Regions from separate parts of the Sus scrofa genome. Here regions 1, 2 and 3 are each linked to region 4. The links are chromatin contacts, called in public HiChIP or PLAC-seq and promoter capture Hi-C maps. All regions are on one chromosome and are shown on one strand. Each heading gives the region's core, a stretch centred on a gene start, on an enhancer-like site or on the middle of the called end of the contact. The rest is flanking DNA. Distances are from core to core; before and after follow the strand shown.

Region 1 (2,996 bases), core at 390-2,889, 190 kb before region 4:
TTCAATAATAAAGCTGTTTTCTTTCTACTCTCTCTTCGTGGAGAAGTTTCCTAGCTTGGGAGAAATTCCGTTTTTAATTATATTTCCTCAACAACAATTACCCTGCTCACATGGGTCTGCCTCAGAAAGAATCACATAACACAAAATACCCATTGCTATGAACTGCTAGGGCAGAATTTGATGTGAAGAGAACTGAAATAACAGCATGAATCTCACAGAATCACATAAACAAGCTATAGATGTTATCATGAGGCCATTATGTTATGAGACTGTGTTTCCTTCTATCAGATTTCTGTGAAATTTGAGATGAGGGCAGGAGTTTAAAATGTTTCAGTTGCATACAATTCATGAAGACCAGAGGGCAGGAGTCTTTTTTTAAGGAAGAGGGAGTTCCCTGGTGGCCTAGCAGTTAAGGATCTGACATTGTCACTGCTGTGGTACAGGTTTGATCCCTGGCCCAGGAATTCCACATGACTAGGTCAAGGCCAAAAAAATAATAGTAATAAAGGTACAAATTCTGGATTGTTCAAGGAAATTGATTAAATTATAAAGAACATATTTCACAAACTTTCTGAAAATAATAGATAAGTGTCTACTATGCATGGATAACTATTATTAACATTCAGATGCATGTCTTTTCAATCTTTTCTCCTTGCATGGTTTTGAGCTTGCTTTTAGGTTTTTGGTTTGTTGTATATTTGTCATCAGACTGAGTACACAGGTATATACCTTGCCTTTTTTTTTTTTCCCAACTGCGCATTGACAAGAGTCTTTTGTATTTCCAAAATCTCATCGTATCTGCTTGAAAAATCCATTAAGTGAATTATTAATAGTTTATTTCACCACTCCCCTATTGAGAACACCTGATTTTGTTTTTGCCACACCCACAGCATGCAGAAGTTCCTGGGCAGGGATTGAACCACAGCAGTGACAATGCCAGACCATTAACCTCTAGGTCAACAGGGAACTCCCAAGAACACGAGTTATTTTTAATTCTAGTATTATTCAATACCAGAAATTAAACTGGAAAGAAAATTTGCATGCAGAAAGCTAAGTCTTAAGAATATATTTACAGAAATCAGATGTTTTCACCAGCAATTTTCATTCTTTTCTGGCAAAGGGCATTAAGATCAGCATGTTTCTTGTATTCACCATTTACTTTTGAGAAACACATGATCATTCCCTTGAGTATCGTTCATACTCAGGGTTCATAAATCTGGGCCTTCACAAACTGGACTTACTACAGTGACATCTGGCATTTCAATTTGGGGTTAACAGATACACACTACTATTTATAAAATGCATCATCAACAAGGACTACTATATAGCACAGGGAATTCTACTCAATATTCTGTAATAACCCATATAGGCAAAGAATCTGAAAAAGAATAGAAATGTGTAACTGAATCACTTTGCTGTAAACCTGGCACTAACACACTGTAAATCAGATTCTAATAGAAAATAAAAAAATAAAAAATAAAATTCACTTAAAATTTTTTAAATAAATTTTTTTAAAAAAAATTCCCTGGAATGAGTTGTTTCACTACTATTAAGGTATAGTTGATTTACAATGTTGTGCCAGACTCCAGGAAAGTCTTAATACAGGCTGTCACCACTAGATGTCAGCAAAGCTCTAAAGCACTGCATGCAAATTCTAATGCAGTGGCTCCGTGTGTCTTATCAGCCACCAGGTGATGCCAGTGTTGGTGCTACAGAAAGCACAGGTGCAATGGCCCTGCTCTAAAAGCTGCTTCACACTGGAATGGCCCAGAAGGCTTTATGACCATGGCTGTGATGCCTATATCCTGGCCTCGGGAACAGTCTCCCTGGATGATTCTAACATACAGCCAAGGTTGAGAACCATAACTCTACTCACACTACAAGTCCAAAACATGCACATGACAGCTACAGCCTGATGAGCAAGACAAGACTCTAGACTGTCCTATCCTCCCCCAAATTTCATTTGAGAGGTGAAGACCTTAGGCCTAGAGATGCTAACACACTTCATCAAGATCACACTAAGGAGAGTTCCTGTTGTGGCACAGCAGATATGAACCTGACTAGTAAGTATCCAAAGGACACATGTTTGGTCCCTGGCTTCGCTCGGTGGGTTAAGGATCTGATGTTGCCATGAGCTATGGTATAGGTTGCAGACACGGCTTGAATCTGGCATTGCTGTGGCTGTGATGTAGACAAGCAGCTAAAGCTCTGATTCAACCCCTAGCCTAGGAACCTCCACATGCTGCGGGTGCAGCCCTAAAAAGCAAAATCACACCAAGGTCTTAGTTTAATACGATTTCCACTAAAACATAGCTGGGAAATTTTCTGCTCACCTGTATGCCTTAATCACATCTCCAGTGGGATTGTTATGGCTCATCACCTCAGCTGAGATCTGTCCAGGTTAATTCTCTTATGCGATGGGGAGACAGAGGGTGTGCTGGAGATTCTTCTTCCTTCACAAACAGGCCAGAGAAGGTAAAGAGAATAGCCCCAGTAGGTTCTCCCTCATTATCCCCATCTTGAGAAGCACGTGGATATGCCCTTTGCCCTCACACTCTCACCCAGAACACAGCCCCACTGCCCGTAAAAGTCCATAGACCTCAAAACCACACATCAGCTGCTCAGAGTCAGTTTCACCAATAACCAGGGGGAATAACACATGAGAAGCTACTGAAGGCTGAATTGGGGGGCCACCCAATGAGAAGGTCACAGTGAAATTTCAGGACAGAAACGCAAATCTGAAGGTCAGCCTAGCATGCCCAGCAGTACTGTTTGTGCAGCCCCAGCCAGTGGGTCCCACTGCTTCTCCCCAAGCTAAGGCCTCAGACACGCCTCCTGGAGTGCCCCTGCAGGGATCAAGCTCTGTCCTCCAAGCCTTCTTATATGTGCCCTTAAAACTGAACACTGATGGAGTTCCCTCATGGCCTAGCAAGTTAAAGATCCAGCACTGTGATTGCAGTGATACAAGGTTAGATCTCTGGCCCCAGGGTATCATG
Region 2 (3,022 bases), core at 445-2,944, 200 kb after region 4:
CCTCCCCCTGCACCGGCCCCTCCCTCCCTCCCCCTCCGCTTCTGCAGAAGGGCCTTGGCTACTGCTGCTGCTGCTGCAGGGACAGATAGAAACAGGCCAGGAAGCTGAAGGGGGAGGTGTGTATGCCTTCATATCAAAGCCTTACATGAAAAAAAAATTGCATTGCCAAAACTAGGAATAAGGCCTTAGCTAGTAAACTTTTGGGAAACAATGGATGTGAGTCCTAAAATTTCAATGGTGACATTTTCCACAAAATTTACAGAAATATAAAATGGCAAGCTTTTTGTCTTGATAAGATAGATGGATAGAGAAGAAGAACTGATTATCCAGATTTTTCCTGTGCTCAGCAATACAAGCTCAGTACATTGGGGCAGTGTATTGGAATCTCTAAGCAAATGCCTACAGAGGAGGAACCAGGCAATTAATAAGTTGATAGCCACTTCAAAGAAGGGCAGGAGCTAGTCTGCTCTAGCCATTTCTTGCCAGATATAATTTTTCAGAAGAGTCTCTAAAATCCAAGTTGTATGTGTGTATATACGAGTATGTGTATGTGAAATCATTTTAAAATACTGGCTTAGTTTTTTTTAAAAGCAAACCAAACAAAACTTACATTTTACCTGTTCTGAATTTAGAGAATCTATTCAGGGTAAATTTTCAGAAAAGAATACAGTAGAAAAGAGTCTTATCAGTCAAGTATTAAATACTTATATTTACGGTTTCCTGAACACAGTAGAAAAGATTGTCTCCAGTCCAAATAGTTATAATCTCCATATGGAGATTATACATGTATGTGCTAGCAACTCACAACTGAAGTTCTCTTTGGAGTTCCCGTTGTGGTCCAGCAGAAACAAATCTGACTAGGAACCATGAGGTTGTGGGTTCAATCCCTGGCCTTTTTCAGTGGGTTAAGGATCTGGTGTTGCCATGAGCTGTGGTGTAGGTTGCAGATGCGGCTTGGATCTGGTGTTGCTTCAGCTCTGGTGTAGGCTGGTGGCTACAGCTCCAATTCGACTCCTAGCCTGGGAACCTCCATATGCCTGGGTGCGGCCCTGAAAAGACAAAAGACGAAAAAAAAAAAGTTCTTTTTGATGTAATTTGTATGGTTCAGTCTCCTTTATCCTGTATCCCGTTTTTAAGATCAGATTGAAATTTTGGTTTTCAGTGTCCACAGACCTGACTTTGTTCAGATAGCTTGCAGCTTACCAGACCATATACTAGAAGGTTGAGTTGGTCTTATTTTCAGGAATATGTGCACTTGTATTCAGACAGTTTAGCTGGTCAGGGTGAGGGGAGGGAAGCAGTTGAATAATAGGGGATTTTCCCCTAGCCTCTACCTGGAGATTTTTCTAAGATACTGTTATCAGAAAAAGAAGCACTGCTCAAAGTTGCACTGGTATGGTAGGATCTCATCCTTCTTGTGGCTAATTACTGATATTCCTGTTCAAATGAGGTTCCTTCCTGAAGTTGCCTCTTGGAGATGAGGAGTTAAACCTATGCCATTCTCATGTAGATAACTGGAAATTCCTGCCCCTAATTGCTGGAGTACCTCACCCCCTCCAGCTCCAACTTGGAAGGCAGCCCCCCTCCTTCCACCGGAGGCTGAGATAGTCAGCCCCTCACTCACCTTCCGAGGGATGAAGAGCCACACAGGCAGCCAAGGCCACGAGAGCAAGTCCTGTGTGCTGCATTCCTGCCCAGCCGCTCAGCAGCACCGCAGGTGAGGCTGTAAGATCAGGAAATGAGGCTAAAAGTGTCCTTGGTTGCAGAGAAAGAGCGAGGAGGAAAGCCAGCCAGAAAGCCCCGCCCTGGGAGGTGCTAGGGTACCTGTTTCTCATGTTTCTTTCCTTGAGACCAGGCTCTTTCTTAAGAAAGATGTTAGTGGTGATCTGACATCTGGTGAGGTCCTAGTGGATTGAGGTGTGCATCAAAACTTGGGAGCGATTAAAAAAAAAATAGCTACCTCCATGAATTCCTCCACAGACTTATAAATCAGAATTTGGGTGTAGGGGACCAGGAATATGAATTTTTAAAAAGCCCCATGGGCAACTCTGATGGACACCTCCATTGAGAACCATTATATAAAGGAATTAGAGTTTTAAGTAGCTTGTTGAAACTAAGAGTTTCTGGGGACAAAGGTGGCAAGTCATAAAAAACATTATCTGGTGGGAAGATGGAAAAATTCTACCCCACTCTGATTTTGGTTTACTGCCAAAATGCTTCCAGTGAGGCTGTTAGTTTATTTAGAAGAAAGGTATAAAACAGGTGGAGAGCCCTCTTCCCTCTAGGTTGTACCTGATGAAAAAGAGCCCTAGAGCAGGTTGAGCAGGCATGAGGAGGTATGGGTTCTAGTCCAGCTTGCTACTAATCAGCTTTGTGAATAAAACTCTAGGGTAGGCTGAGGGTAATTGGATTCTAATCCAGTCTTTTCTGCTAATTGGTTGCATAACCTCAGCAAATGTACTTAACTTTTCTGTAAAGAAGATGTCAGGCTGGGTGATCCCAAGTGCTGCCATGCTTCCTCTAACGGCGCTCTCATGCTTCTTGTCCACATGTGGCCCTTGAACATCTGGAATGTGCTAGTCCAAATTCACATGAGCTGTAAGTGCAGTACACACACCGGATTTCAAATATGGTACAAAGAAATATAAAATATCTAATAATTTGTATCTTGATTATATGCTCAAATGATAATATTTGGATATATTGAGTTAAGATATATTCTTAAAATTAATTTCACCTGTTTCTTTGTACTTTTTTGATGTGACTCCTCAACATTCTAAGTTGCATATGTTTGCATTGGGCACTGCTGCTTTATAAGGTCAGGAACTTGAGGTCAGAACTGTACCTCAGCTGTCAGTTGTGGTACTTAACCAAGCTCCAATTTCACTATCAAGAACTGCAGTTATAATAAAATGGGAAATGAAGAGTTTGGGGAAGCACAGAACTAGGCAAAGAATGAGAAGACCTTGTCATGCAGAACAGCCATTCCAAACTCTGCCACTGAGCAAGAAGACCTTGCCAA
Region 3 (3,101 bases), core at 1-2,500, 140 kb after region 4:
TGCTAACTATACAAGCACTTCCATTTGTCTTAATTTTGTCATTTATTTTTCCATTGTTTTTCATGATTCATCCCTGGAATAGAGCGAATGCTACTTAGCAGCAGGCAGAACACATCATCCTGCAGCCCGTTGGCAAGAGCACGGGGAGTGGGGAGTGGGGAGCGGAGAGCTTCAGTTGAGGTGAGCAAAGAAGCCTGTGATGCGCTAAAACCAAGGTCCTAGGGCAAACACGACCAGCTGGGACAGCCCCACTTTACCTGTTGTCCACATCTTTCCTCCAGGCTGGGTCAGAGTAATCCTTTCTCTACCACCAGTCAGGGCAGGACACACATTTTTCAAAGACTCCATATACTGAGCTTTGAAATGTCCTTGGTTTAAGTCAAAACCTATTGTGCGTGAACACTCTGTAGGTGCCTCCCCCTTACTTCTTATCAAGTCAGGCTAGTCCTGAAGTCATTAGCAGGAGGGAGACAAGAAACATCAAGGAAACCTATTTGTTTTTAATGGGCATTAAAAATACGTAGGCGAGAACGTGGCAGACGGCAATCTGCTATATTTGAAGCAGGCACAGGCCGAAGCAGTCAAAAGCCCAAAGTGCTCAGCCAGGTAAAATCACTGTTGTGATGCCCTGTCGCACCTGAGCTAGAGAAGGAGTAATGCTACCCAGCTCACTTCCTCCCGGTAAATATGCCAGGAGGACACACCCCCTGCCAACCTACAAGCCTCCAAGTGTGATCTTCCCCATGCTTCTGTGTCCACCCTAAGCCAAGTCTCCAGGACCACCCCCCCCACCACTGCCTCGCCGCAACCCATCTCCTTTCTCGTCCCCCTCATGTGCCCCCCTCCCATCCTCTCAAGGCGGTCACAGCCACTTCTCTGGCACCTCCAGCTCCTGAATGACTGTCATCAGAACCCTAGCCCTCAACGCCCTCTACCCTCTGCGACTCGCCTGCCCACATCAGTGGGCCCCGGTCCCTCCTAGGACCTGCCGCGGTGGGCCTCCGCAACTTGGCACGGCTCCCCATCCTCCGCTCACGGCTCCCCATCCTCCCGGGCCGGGTCTAGCCTCAGCCCTGACCCGGACGGAGCCAGAGCTCCTTCGGGCCTAGTCAAGGACACCGACTCCGCGGAGCCCTCACCGTGCCCACGGGGCCTCAGCAGCCCAAGTCTCCTTCTCCGCGCGGGACACTCACCCAAATGTGACCCGGCGGTGGCCGTGGAAAAATAACGACCAACGGATGGGGAGTACGCGGCGCTTCCCCTCTGCCACCAGCTTTATAGTGGCCGACCCACCCGACTCCGGCACCGCCGGGAGTCTCTGGGAGGTGGGACAGTGGCTCCAGCAGCCAATCGCGGAGGGCAGAGTAGCCTGGCAGCGCCCGTCCCCCAACCCAGCTTCAACCAATCCAAAGGAAACTAGAGGCGGGATTTTCCCTCGTGGCTTCAAGGGCGGGGGAAGGGGCGGGGACAAAGCCAGAGGGCAAGGAAGTGGGGTGAGAGAGTGACGTGTGGTGGCCCGAGAGCCGGCCTACCAATGACAGAGCGGCGAGACACGGCGAGAACCAACAGGAGCGGAGTGAGAGGTTCTCCACCCAATTGGAGCCGTGTGAGTAGAGATGCGGGCCAATGAAACCTTCGCGTCCCACCACTGGGGCGAGATGGTCAAGTGAGGGAGGCAAGTCTTCCTTGTCGACGAGTCTGTCAGGTTGCCTAGCAACCAGAGCTAGGATTCGCCTATAAGATTTCTGAAATACTTGATTTTAGTTCAATCTTAACGTTTTCTAGTTTCCCAGAGCAGCCAAGTGCTCCAGCATTACAAGTTGGAGCAGAATATGTCACTAAAATTTGTAAATTGGCAAATATTTACATAACAGGTTCTAAATACCAGATTTGCAGATACTCAGTAGTGTCACGTCTATACAAAACTCCCTTAACTGTATTATTGGGACAGTTCTTCCTAATTAAAACTAAAATGTGATGGTTTGGGGTTAGACACCAGTGAAGAGGGTAAGGGGCCTTGCCTAAGCAGGGAGTAGGTCCTTATTCTGGGATTTTTGCTAGCCCATACACTCTGAGGGAATGGGCTCCATCTGGCCCATTTCTCACTATCTTCTGAGTTTATGTGGTACTTGACTAATAAAAGGTTGTTGAAAGAAGGAAAAGGGCCCCAAATTCTCAGTAAGTCCACAGGGTATTGACTACCTAGTTTCCTCAGAAAATATAGAGGAGCATGTCAAGCTGGAGGAAATCACTCAAGCACTGGGAGAATCCAAAGGAGGACAATTATGGCCTTAAATTAGACTCTGCCTCATCTCAGATAGAGAAATGGTAGTACTTAGTCTTGATGGGAGACCATGAGAGGTTCAGAGTTGTTTCTGTCTCTCTCTCCTCCTCAGTTTCATTATGACCCAGAAAAGCAGTTGATAAGAGGACTTTGATGATTCTATGCAGCACACAACTTCTATTATGTGAAATTCATTATCCGCTATAGATACTAACCTAGTAAGAGACATTCTTAGGAAAGTGGCAAAATATATTGGTAATGGAGCCACTATGAAGTAGTGGCATAAATTATTTGGGAGAGAGGACCACTTGATAATGGTAATACTCCACAGCGTTGCCCATGACATTCTATTCCAGAATCAATATCATTAATACCTTCGTAAAGTAGGTGATAAAAAGAGAGAAACACTGCTTGACTGTGACCAACACCAGTTCTGAGGGCAGATTTAAACATTCTTAGCATGTTAAAATGCATTGAAAGGTATTAAGGACAACCACTAGAAAGAAGATAAGGCTTTGTCCTTAGAAAGGGATAACAGTTCCAACCCCAGGAGTACAAAATACGAAATGATTAGCCAGATAGTCTTATTATCATCTTGCACAACAGGAAATTCCCACAGGTTCAGATTGTCTTTTTGATCAAATTAATCTCCAGTGAAACAAGGTGAGCATGGTTTTTGGTTATTGGGAAGTCAAGCAACAGACAACAAAATGGATTAGTAATTAAATATAGAACATCTCAAGTGAACTTTTAAAAATAAGCCTTTTCTATTCTGTGGAATATAGAATTATACCAGATTATGGATTATACCAGTCTA
Region 4 (2,832 bases), core at 4-2,503:
ATATACATGTACTTTTTTCATATTCCATCTAGTTTTCTAATCCCATTTGCCACCATGGTTTCATCTAGATTACTAACACCTTCTCAATAAGTCTTTACTCTTTGTATTTTGTCCCATTTAATCTATTTTCCATATTAGAGCTATAATTCTCTTTTTTTTTTTTGCCCCCCTTGGGGCCACACCCGCAGCATATGGAGGTTCCCAGGCTAGGGGTTGAATCGGAGCTACAGCTGCCAGCCTACACCAGAGCCTCAGCAACACAGGAACCTTGCAGCGTCTGCGACCTACACCACAGCTCAGGACAACACCAGATCCTTAACCCACTGAAAAAGGCCAGGGATGGAACCGGCAACCTCATGGTTCCTAGTCATATTCATTTCCGCTGTGTTACAACGGGAACTCCCTATAATTCTCTTCTTAAACAGAGTTCCCTTGTGGTGCAGCAGATTAAGGATCCAGTGTGGTCACTGCAGCAGCCCTGACCTAGGAATTTCCACAATACATTGAGCCAGGACAAAAAAAAGTAAAATTTACCATGTCGCTTTCCTGCTCAACCTTCAAGACTTTCCATTGTGACTATAAGAAAATCTTAACATCTTCAGCACTTTTTACAAGGCCCCTGTGGGTCTGTCTAGTAACATTCTTTCAGCTCCTGGAATGCTGTAGCCTTGGTGCCTCTTGGCTAAGAACACTCAACTTCATATTGCTTCTTATAGGTCACCAGTTTTCCTTGACTCCCAGATTATCTTGTTCTTCACATCTCATAACACTCGGTAGTCAGCACTCATGCAATTAAATGTTCAAAATGTCTCCTCCATAAACTAAGATTGGGAAGGCAGAAACTACATATGAGTTATTCACTGTTGGATTTCCCAGTCCCTTAAACAGTGCCTTAGCACAACGCCGGCTCTCAATAAATGACTAATGAAATAGTTACATTTACCCTTAATCAATACTAAATTCTTCCCTAATCCCAATCTTCCTTTTGAGAGAAAAGACTAAGCCTTGATCATATCATCTTCAAAAAGTCATTTTTTCAGAGGAATGAATGAATGACTTCAGTTACGTGAGCTGATTATGGGTCAACGGCCTCTTCAAGCGCGCAGATTGGGAAACAGAGAGCTGCAGTAATAGTACTAGGTGTAAAAATCAGAGCAGATGCAGGTCCTGAGCCTAGCAAACATGTGCTACTCGCCGAGCACTGAGAGGGCGGGCACCCGGGAGGAAGATCCTAGGCGGCCGGAACGTGCTCGCGCCCGTGGCCGCCGCAGCCGGCGCGGCGGCCACCCGGGTCTCGGAGCGAGCGCACGTGCGCCGGCCGGACCCAAGCGGAGAGAGCTCCGACACTCGCAGGAAATGGCGGGCGAGGCGTCGTTTAGGGGTAGGGAAAAGCGTGGGGCGAGTCACACCCCAAGAGGGGAGAGCAGAGAAGGAAAGGCTTTCGGGGACGGAAAGGAGAGAGGGAGGATCGTGAGCTAGGTAAGGCGGCCGGACCTAGGCCTTGGGAGGGAAGGGGGCGGGGCGGGACTGGGGGCGGTTAAGCAAAAGCACACTGGGAACCGGTTGCGAGTTTATTCTGAGGTCCGGGTTGGAAGTGTTCACACCTGGAATCAGACGTGGGCGTGGGTGGAAGGTGGGGCTCCACTCAGGACAAAGCCAGGCCCTATACCGGCTCAACCCAACCACACCCGCACTTCCTCCTTCCAGAGCTGGCGCCCTCGGCTCCGCGAGCGCCAAATCCTCTCCGTTAGCTCCGCCCTGCCACTACAAGAGGGCGGGTGGGGGCGTAGCTCAGTGGGTCGGCGCTCAGTAGGCGTCCGCGTCAGCCGGAGCACGACGCGGTGACGCAGCACGTCGACGTAAGTGACGCGCAAGCCCGGGCCGCTCCTCCTTCCCTGAGTGAGTGCCGGCCCGGTCGGGGCGGGGGAGAAGAGGGAGGGCGGGGGAGGGAGAGGCGACCCGGGAGTCGTTGTGGGCCGCGGGCCGGACCGGGTCCCGGGGCGGTGGAAGCCAGGGCCGGGCCGAAGGGCTTGGCGGGCCGTTAGAGGGCCGCGGCGGCTGTCGGGTCCCCTCCCCTGCCGGACTTGCGCGCCCCAGCGCCCGGAGCCTCCGGCGCTGTGCCCACCCCGCTCCAGCTCGCGTCTCCCGACTCCAATTAGGTCAGGCTCGGAGTCCCGCGGCCGCGGCTCCGGCGCCCTACGCGCGGCGGCCGCCCGGCTCGCCTTTCTTTCTTCACTCGTTTTCCTCTCCTCTTGCCTCACCCTCCCCCCTTCTTTTCACGTTGCTGGGTTTTGTTTTTTTGTTGTTGTTGTTTTATGCTTTAGGGGTTTTGTTCCTCAGCCCGAGCTCATGAGTGTACATTATCATGCTCCTCTTTTGTAGAGCAACCCGACGGCCATGGAGGCCGAAGAGACGATGGAATGCCTTCAGGAGTTCCCTGAACATCATAAAATGATCCTGGACCGATTGAATGAACAGCGAGAGCAGGACCGGTTTACTGACATCACCTTGATTGTCGACGGTGGGTACGGTGGTGGGCTGAGGAGCGAATTGTGGCTTCAGTTCTCATCTCCCTTTCCTCCACCCGCCTTTTTTACCCACCTTCTAAGGACTCTGTATCTAAAGTCTGCGGGGGGTGTGCACTTAAATGTCCCCTCACGGTAGACCATGCTGCAGAAGGCTGGTCACGCTTTCAACATAAACATGGCATTTTAACAACTTGCAGCCTTTTGAAGTGTTTCCCATTGCACACATTAGTGCACCATGATGGTATTGGGATAGGGAGGATGTCTCCAAATGTTCGGTTAGTGGAGTTCTGATGATAAACTGCTT

What was found. Promoter capture Hi-C pulls out the DNA fragments that hold promoters and counts their contacts. HiChIP or PLAC-seq counts read pairs in DNA pulled down with a chosen protein or histone mark.
Region 1: an H3K27ac HiChIP or PLAC-seq map of alveolar macrophages shows a contact between it and region 4. The contact joins the enhancer-like site here to the promoter of ZNF131 in region 4. A contact is called at or near these places in 1 of 5 promoter capture datasets (liver), 6 of 47 Hi-C or Micro-C datasets (heart right ventricle, liver, mesenteric adipose tissue and 3 more) and 1 of 2 datasets of contacts at active chromatin or transcription factors (alveolar macrophages).
Region 2: a contact with region 4 is called in a promoter capture Hi-C map of fetal liver, with 2.1 times the contacts expected there. The contact joins the promoter of CCL28 here to the promoter of ZNF131 in region 4. A contact is called at or near these places in 2 of 5 promoter capture datasets (fetal liver and liver), 1 of 47 Hi-C or Micro-C datasets (liver) and 2 of 2 datasets of contacts at active chromatin or transcription factors (alveolar macrophages and skeletal muscle).
Region 3: a contact with region 4 is called in an H3K27ac HiChIP or PLAC-seq map of alveolar macrophages. The contact joins the promoter of HMGCS1 here to the promoter of ZNF131 in region 4. A contact is called at or near these places in 2 of 5 promoter capture datasets (fetal liver and liver), 6 of 47 Hi-C or Micro-C datasets (alveolar macrophages, epiblast stem cells, fetal skeletal muscle and 2 more) and 2 of 2 datasets of contacts at active chromatin or transcription factors (alveolar macrophages and skeletal muscle).

The regions. Positions count from the first base shown.
Region 1 is chr16:27,623,297-27,626,292 of Sscrofa11.1, forward strand. It overlaps the pseudogene LOC106506477. Among named protein-coding and RNA genes, the nearest start is that of SELENOP, 77 kb to the left of the region's middle. Within about 2 kb of position 1,640, at least 9 of the 83 cell types and tissues checked have an H3K27ac peak or open chromatin away from gene starts, as enhancers often do. A contact at or near this core is called in alveolar macrophages and liver, where this site is marked.
Region 2 is chr16:28,009,165-28,012,186 of Sscrofa11.1, forward strand. CCL28 (C-C motif chemokine ligand 28) reads right to left here and starts at 1,695. Exons shown (of 3, transcript NM_001024695.1): 1 at 1,625-1,695. The coding sequence starts at 1,688.
Region 3 is chr16:27,955,946-27,959,046 of Sscrofa11.1, forward strand. It overlaps HMGCS1 (3-hydroxy-3-methylglutaryl-CoA synthase 1), which reads right to left and starts at 1,251. Exons shown (of 11, transcript NM_001252215.1): 1 at 1,194-1,251. LOC106508153 (a long non-coding RNA gene) reads left to right here and starts at 1,484. Exons shown (of 3, transcript XR_001304747.2): 1 at 1,484-1,606.
Region 4 is chr16:27,812,721-27,815,552 of Sscrofa11.1, forward strand. It overlaps ZNF131 (zinc finger protein 131), which reads left to right and starts at 1,254. Exons shown (of 7, transcript XM_021076671.1): 1 at 1,254-1,479; 2 at 2,383-2,521. The coding sequence starts at 2,398.